Linked DNA regions of Sus scrofa: all the other regions are linked to region 1. The links are chromatin contacts, called in public targeted proximity ligation maps. All regions are on one chromosome and are shown on one strand. The core of a region is the stretch at or near the end of the contact, and the rest is flanking DNA. Distances in the headings are between cores, read along the strand shown. Region 1 overlaps DCAF6 (DDB1- and CUL4-associated factor 6). Region 2 overlaps MPC2 (mitochondrial pyruvate carrier 2). Region 3 holds the start of DCAF6 (DDB1- and CUL4-associated factor 6).

What was found.
Region 2: a targeted proximity ligation map of skeletal muscle shows a contact between it and region 1. A contact is called at or near these places in 6 of 47 Hi-C or Micro-C datasets (embryonic fibroblasts, fetal skeletal muscle, skeletal muscle and 1 more) and 2 of 2 datasets of targeted methods (alveolar macrophages and skeletal muscle).
Region 3: a targeted proximity ligation map of skeletal muscle shows a contact between it and region 1. A contact is called at or near these places in 6 of 47 Hi-C or Micro-C datasets (embryonic fibroblasts, epiblast stem cells, fetal heart ventricle and 3 more) and 2 of 2 datasets of targeted methods (alveolar macrophages and skeletal muscle).

The regions. Positions count from the first base shown.
Region 1 is chr4:82,911,260-82,913,946 of Sscrofa11.1, forward strand. It overlaps DCAF6 (DDB1- and CUL4-associated factor 6), which reads right to left. Exons shown (of 19, transcript XM_021089469.1): 19 at 317-784. The coding sequence ends at 720. Among named protein-coding and RNA genes, the nearest start is that of GPR161, 68 kb to the left of the region's middle.
Region 2 is chr4:83,084,772-83,087,458 of Sscrofa11.1, forward strand. The region is part of intron 3 of MPC2 (mitochondrial pyruvate carrier 2); the gene reads left to right. Among named protein-coding and RNA genes, the nearest start is that of MIR9810, 16 kb to the left of the region's middle.
Region 3 is chr4:83,068,418-83,071,104 of Sscrofa11.1, forward strand. It overlaps DCAF6 (DDB1- and CUL4-associated factor 6), which reads right to left and starts at 1,301. Exons shown (of 19, transcript XM_021089469.1): 1 at 871-1,301. The coding sequence starts at 967. MPC2 (mitochondrial pyruvate carrier 2) reads left to right here and starts at 1,497. Exons shown (of 6, transcript XM_003355070.4): 1 at 1,497-1,742; 2 at 2,065-2,175. The coding sequence starts at 2,067. MIR9810 (microRNA 9810) reads left to right here and starts at 1,946; the gene lies at 1,946-2,040.

The DNA.
Region 1 (2,687 bases), core at 57-2,556:
GTCTCGGAACTAGCTTGTGCTAATGTGGTATGTGAATGTCCATGATGCTGTGGGATTGCTCGAAGTCTAACTCCTATACATGGGGAATGAGGGACCACTAATCATGAGAGACGATGACCAGAGGTGGAGGTAAAGTGCTTTAGAAGGAGAAATGAAAACAAAGCTCCTCTATGTGATTCGGTCACACAGAAGTCAAAACAGAAAAGGTTATTAAATCTAGAAAAGAATAGAGAAAGACAATCTTTTTACAAGGAAAGATTTAGAAAATGTGGTTCAAGGTAGCAAAGCATTTAAACAAAAAGACAAATTCAGGATATCTTAAAACAACCAAATTCTTTAATTAGAAAGCAACAAACATGCAAATGGCAAGTGTAGAAATTTATTTGAACCAACATTTTCACTATAATGAAAATTACTCTTCAACATTGATCCAAGCTCCCACATCTGAAGGTTAGGGAAAATATTGCACTTTGCATTTTCTAGCACTCCTCATACACGGCAAAAAGTTTTTAAAACATTTTGCTAGTTTTGTATTACACACGCTCCCAAATTCATGCACACAATCATTTCAAATCAATGTTAGGTTATCCCCCCAAAAGGGAAAAACTCCAAAAAAACCCATAACCTTTAAAATTGCACTAAAGCTCTGTAAAGGAAAAAATATAATAAATGTCTTATACAAATTTCAGAACATCTAAGTGCTTGCCAATAAGAGTTGATTATTCCTCATCCTCATTTTCATTCTCCTGACCAGAGCCTTCCGATCTGTCACCCTCCAGTCGGTCTGGAAAACACAGATATGAGACAGAAAGAAACACCTTTAATATTACAATTAAATAATTTTCAGTGCCTTTTACTTAAAATTAACTAGAATTTATGTAATTCCACACAGCATCATGTAAAAGTCAATTCACAGCTGTGTGTAGGTAAGTTATTTTTTTTTTTTTGGCCTCTAGAGACAAAAGACTAAAGGAAACACAGCATTATTAACTTTGAGTATTCATAACTTAAAAGATATGAAAATTATTTAAAAAAAAAAGCCAAACCCTAAAGATCTACAGCAGTGGTTTTCACACTGTTCCTTGGCACCTAGGAGCCCAAGGAGGTGTATCAGTTGTCACCAAGGGGAGTTTGAGGGAAGCTGTGTGAGAGAACCTGGGGACCATTCATGAGGGTCTGTGTATTTCTGTTTATAAAAATATTTCTTAAACATCTGCTGTGTTCCAGGAGACAATGGTGACCAAAATAGTCACAGTCTCTGACCTCAAGGAGCTTATCTAGACTGAACACTCAAGTGCGCGTATAATTACAACCTGGCAGGCGGGCACAGCATGTCCTCTCGAGTTTCCTGATTTACACTTGCTGTTCCTCTGCTTGGGACACTTTCACCCAGTTCTTCGGCTATAAAGGTTCTGCTTACTCATCGCCATACAACCGTTATCCCCCTCTGTGAAACTCTTCCTAGAATTTTTACAGCACCCAACTGGCAGAATTATAAACTAACTCCTTCATTCACATTCCAGAATATTTTACCTGTACAAAGATGATTCTAATTGCTATAATGGTTAGACTGCAAATCTTCTTGCAGCCTAGTCTGAGCTCTTGGGAGAGGAGTTTTTTTGGGTTTTTTTTTTCTTCTTTTATGGTTGCACCCACAGCAATGTAAATTCCCAGGCCAGGAACTGAATCCCAACCACAGCTACAGCAACACCAGATCTTTTGACCCATTGCACCACAGTGGGAACGCCTAGGAGTTATCTCTTTTTATCTTTATTGCCTCAGAACCTATTACAAGATGGTCAGTGAAAGTTTACCAATAGGGAGTTGCTGTTGCGGCTCAGCGGAAATAAATCTGACTAGTGCCCATGAAGATGTAGGTTAGATCCCTGATCTCACTCAGTGGGTTGGGGATCTGGCGTTGCTGTAAGCTGTGGTATAGGCCAGCAGCTATAGCTTTGATTCCCCTGGGAACTTCCGTGTGCCGTGGGTACTACACTCAAAAGCAAAATAAATAAGCAAACAGTTACCAGATAAATGAATATAAGTTTTACTAAGAAAATATACATTACATTAGCTTATGTAAAAAAGGCAACAGTATCAAATCTCTACCACCACTAAGATGGAAACCTTTCTGCTACAGAAACATTCCTCCAAGGTAACCTGGGGGAAAAAAGATTAGACCTAGGGGATGTTCAATCCCACTATCAATACCAAGAGAAGACTGAATCCTGAGATTTTATTTATTATCTACAGAAGCTTAAACACTTGCACTGATTCTAGGTCAGTGACACCTTTGTACAGAATGGACTGGATGTTTAATTATCCATGTGAATTAACAGATAAATCCTCGCTATGCTGATTCCATTTTGATGTCAAACTAATGAGCTATGTATGTGCGTATGACCTGTAACCTGAATTACATAAATTGTAGTTATTATTTTGGGTCTCACCTGCAGCATGTGGAAATTCCCAGGCCAGGAACCGAACCTGTGCCACAGCAGCGACCTGAGCTGCTGCAGTGACAATGCCAGATCCTTAACCTGATGTGCCACAAGGTAACTTCAAATTTTAACTGTTATTATATAAAAAGTATTCAATACATATTTGTAAGACAAATGAACACAAAAGATTATAACAGACCTTCACAGATCTATGGAATCTCGACACAGTGGAAGACTTTCTGATCA
Region 2 (2,687 bases), core at 55-2,554, 170 kb after region 1:
GCCCTTTTGTCTCATCTATAAAATGACAAGATTAAATTAGTGGATGGGAGCTGTATTTTAGAGAGAACTAGAGAGCAGTTCTCTTTTTAGATTTATATGTTGAGAAAAGGTGCCAGCAGTTTAAAATCAATATATCATCTTTAATGATTGTGCTCACACTCTCAGCATTTAAAAATAGTGTGCTATTTTAAGGGGAAAAAAAAGTATTCTTAAAGGTATATTCCTATTTTCTTCTTCTCTCCCTACCACACTTAAAATTATATATCTATAAAGTGGAATTAATTGCAGAAATATTGTTTTTAGGACCATTATTTGAAAAGTAAGAATGATTTAATGTATTTACAGTATATTTGGTGGTCAGGAGACTACTATTTAGAAGCACTGAATTTACCAATAGCTTTGGTGTTTTCTTTGATCTGGTCTATCAGCGTTTTAAAACACTGACAGTATTATATACCCATAAGTGCTTTCTTGACTGTCTCCTTTAAAAAACATCTATTTTAAGTTCATGTTGACATCATACATAATATCCTGATGACAGCACAGCAATAGAAACTTCTGTGTCTTGCTCTCTGGTGGGGAGACTTGTTGATATTTACCTTATGCTTTCCTTTCCCAGAGCATTTGATAGTAATTAATCTATAGTAGCCTATACATGATACATGACAGTTGCTGCTACAAGCCACACAAGTTCTACATTAAACTTTATTAGACTATACTTCTTTAGACATTTGACTGTGGTCAAATCCTTCTTAGCCACTTTAGTTAAAACCAAATAATTCATCATAAAGGTCCAAGTAAATAATCCTAAAAATCAATACTACATACCCTTAAATATTTTAACTTAAAGGATATAAATTATATTCATTTGTCAATCATTTACTATAGGGCCAAAGATTTTATGTATAGATACACAGATTTTGAGTTCTACATCTTCTATCTTGGATGAATTATACCATAGTACATCTTACATAATTTCAGTTTAGTTTTCATTAAAGCGGAGCAAGTTCATAGACCCTTCATAATAGTTACGTCTTGTTCACCCCAAATTTGACAGCAAGTTTTAAAAACTTGCCTTTATTTAGTCTTTCCAAAACTTTAGTTTTCATAGAAATAACAACCCTCATTTTGTATTTTACCTGTTTACATAGTAGTTCATTAAATTAGGTAGATCTCAGTAACAAGTAAAACTGGTATAAACATGTTTGAGGACAAACACAGTGACCTGACAAAAACTAGTGAGAGCAAAAATGCATGAGTGCAGTACGGAATAAATAGCCTGCTAGCCTTGGGTATTCAGCCCCTGGCATCTGTTAGCTTGTTTACAGAAGGAACGGAGCTCATTGGCTACCTGGGGAAGCTTTTATGTGAAGGTCAGTTAACAGCTTTTCTTTTTGTTCATAGTCTTTTTACACAGACTGGGTCATGTTTAACTCTGGAACAATATTCCATTTGGTATAGCTAATTTTTCTGTTTTCTCCTCTCCTTAGGGATAAGTCAGACTATTTCAAGATTATCTGTGCAGATTTTTAATATCTATCTACTTGTTTTTCCAGCTGGAAGTACTTTTATACACTAATTCACAGTTTAAAATCTTGAGGGCTTTGCTATCTCTAAGCATTTTGGAATTGGAATGTTCCATAGTGGTGTTTCATTTTTATAACATTCCTCTACAAGTGTCATATGACTTTTTTTTTTCCTAAAGGAGAAAATATTGGAAGGAAGGAAGGAAAAAATGTTTTATACTATCTGATGAGTATTTACTCCACCCAGTGGAGATAACCAGATGCCAAAAAGAATCACACACATTTGAAAACCATTTTTTAACCGATGGAAACAGAGTGAACTAACTTGAATCTACTAGATGTCAAACAGTCTGTATCGGGTTAAAACATTATCTCATAGTTAATTTTTACCAGGAAAAAAAAAAAAAAGGGAGATGTAAAGGATACTGACGCTCAAAGAACTAGAACTGTTGTGACAGTCAGGATTTGAACCTTCAGATCTAATTTGACTTCAAAGCTGAGGCTCTTAGATAAGCAATGAGGTCCTACTGTATAGCACAGGGAACTATATCTAGTCACTTGTGATGGAACATGATCAAAGATGATGTGAGAAAAAGAATTATGTATATGTATAACTGGGTCACTTTGCTGTACAGCAGAAATTATCAGAACATTGTAAATCAACTCTAATAAAAAGAATTTTAAGCTGAGTTTCTTAAAGACATACATGACCCTCTTTAAAATATTCACCGTGAATCTTTCTATAATAGGTGCTTTCTTCCTATTTTAGGGAGTATTTTACATAATCCTGTGGTATACTTCAAGCATTCTGACTCCACAGTCCTATTTTCTGAATAAAGTTCATAATAGAGAAGAAAAGAAACATAGACTTTCTGTCCCTGAGGCTAGTAATGGCAGGAAACGGTACAGAGACCAATATCCCTTTATCTCTGCTTCTCTAAAGATATAAGCTACCGGAGTTCCCCCGTCGTGGCGCAGTGGTTAACGAATCCGACTAGGAACCATAAGGTTGCGGGTTCGGTCCCTGCCCTTGCTCAGTGGGTTAACGATCCGGCGTTGCCGTGAGCTGTGGTGTAGGTTGCAGACGCGGCTCGGATCCTGCGTTGCTGTGGCTCTGGCGTAGGCCGGTGGCTACAGCTCTGATTGGACCCCTAGCCTGGG
Region 3 (2,687 bases), core at 51-2,550, 160 kb after region 1:
CTGTCATTTTCAAATTCAAAGAAAAATTAAAAGAGTAATGAAAAGATTTGCAGAGGAAGAAATAAAATAAATTACTAAATCCGTCCACTTTTAGCTCAGGCGTGACCCAGAATCCTCACAAATCCACTTTCCCCAAAACGAAAAAAAAGTGTAATACTGTTCCCTCAAGTATCAAGGTTGTTTTTAGAAAGCTTAACTAAGAAACAGTAAATGCCAAGTGTGTTTCACAGGGGGGGAATGGGAACGTGAAATCCTACACCTCCTTAAAGCGGTCAAAACGACTGAACACCAGAGTCCAACTGGGAATGCGCGCGGGGGTGGGGAGAGCTCAGCTATCACTTTTAGGTTTGGCTCGGAGCCGCAGGACAGTTTACATAGAGTCTGTTTGGAGCGTAAAGTCCCCGAGGGTGGTCAACGCATCACTGGCGACACCTAAGCCCTCCCGAGACTGTAGGGGAGCGGCGGTCAACACAAACTTAGGTCCTTCGGCGGAGCGAGGACAGCGCTGGAGAAGAGCTAAAGCGCCAACTTTTGCTCTAAACGCTGCAGCACCGGGAGGTTCGACAAGTCTTCTCCCGAGTCCCACTCCAGAAGCCACCCTAACACCAACCTTAGCCACTACTGTCTGCCCCCGGTCCGACCCCCCGAGGAAAACCCAGCAAGGGCGGCGGCTGGCAGCATGCAAAGGGGAGGCTTGGCCGTGGGAGGACACGGGCGCAGAATCCGACGGCCGAGGTCCACCCAGCATCCCTGAGTCTCCGGGGGACCCCTACCAGGCGCTATCCCACCTCCAACAGCCCCCGCGGCGCGGCCCCCTCCCCCACCTCTGGGCGGCGACCTCAGCGCCTCCGCCCCGGGGCCCCTGCTCACCCAGGTAGCGGCTCCGCAGCCGGGAGGGGTCCTCCAGCCCGAGAGACCTTTTCCTCACGTCCCACAACAGGTGTGGGCAGGAACCACCCCGAGACATGGCTCTGCCGGGCCGGGGGAGGAGGGGAGACCACCGCGTGGGGGAGGGGAGGAAGGGGAGGGGACACGCGGCTCAACACCCCAGCCGCACCGGCACCATCCGCGCGCCGAGCCTCGCGGGCGCAGCGAGTTAGATGGCGGCGGCAGGATCGACCCGCGCGCCTTCGCCCCCGAAGCCTGGCCGCACCCGGGCCAGAGCTCGCCTCATACTCTCCCTCTCAGACTACCCAGAACATCCAGAGATCAGCAACAGTCCCCTCCCTCGGCCCCCCTCCAACAGGAGGAGACCGAGGAGGCGGAAGCGGCCTCGACTCCTCCCTCTCCTCGTTCTCTACACCCTCCCTTCCAAGCCTTCTCGCGAGATAACGACCACCTTGGGGACTGAGGCAGGTGTGCGCCAACGCTGCCCTTACCCTAGAAAAATGGGTTCAGACCACTCTAGCCAAATCCTTTATGCTTTTTGGATAAATGAGGACTAGAGGGAGAAGGAGTTGAAATCAGAAGTTTTTCGCTCACGAGTCTCATTCCAAAGGAAGCAAGAGAATTGTGCGGCGTCATCTTTAGTCGGGGCACGGGAAGGCCCGAAAAGCCCATTTTAACTAGGGGCCTCCTTAACCAAAGTGAAAGGGGATCAGAAGCGGTGCAGCTTCACTTTCCCTTCTCCAACATGGCCTCCAGGGCAGCAAGGAGAAATTGGAGGTTTGCTCTGGACCCCGCCCGCGCCTCGGGGCTGGCCAATCACCGCGGACAGTTCTAGTTGCGCAAGCGCACTACAGGTAGGACGCGAGGTTGATTCGGTGAGGCAATCCTTTTGCCACCTGTTTCCATGACCCCTCCTCCTCTTAGGCGGTGGGAGGCCAGTAGGCGGGCTGGGGGCGGGCCATCGCAGTGTCTCCGCCCCGTCCACCTTCTCTGGGTGCGGGCCCGCGGGTAGTTGGAAAGAGGTCAGGCAGAGCTACGGGAAGGGCACCCGGAGGAAGAGGAGGGCGAGAGGCGTTGAGGCAGGGGAGAGTGACGAGGTGCCCTTCATTGTCAGCCAGGGACGAGCACGCGGCCACTCTCCCCTCACTCCGACTGCCCACGATCACTCGTCCGCAGAAATGTCAGCCGCCGGCGCCCGGGGCCTGCGAGCCACCTACCACCGGGTTCTCGATAAAGTGGAGCTCCTACTGCCTGAAAAATTGAGGCCGTTGTACAACCACCCAGCAGGTAATGAACCCAGAGTGGCTCTCACCGAGTCCTTCCCTCCCCGTCCCTCTAAGAGACGTTTAGAGGCCCGCTGACAACTCTGCCGCTGGAGGCGTCACCCACAGCCCCATCCCCTTCCCTTTAAGTGAAACCGTGTACTCTTTCTTGCATTTCACGTTTTCTTTTCCAGCATCTTTCATCAACTCCTAGTTTTCAAGCAAGCGCCCTTTGCGACCTTGGTTGCACCTCATCCCTTAGGCACCATTCACACCCGGACCAGGCCTCTGGGTTTCATCCTTCTCCGTTTCTGCGGCCAGGAAAGGGTCTTGGGCCATTAGGAAACCTCATTTCCTCTTTTCCTCCAAGAGTAGTGGTATATTGACCCACGCGGAGAAGAGCTGTCGTACCGCACCGGCGGATTTAGAGTAAAGGTCGTACTTCCTCAAACTCCAGCTGACAGGCCTGCAGATGTGTTACCCGGGTTTCTGAGTCAGTGTCATTCCTTGTCCCATAGGCCTAGTTTTTTTAAAGTT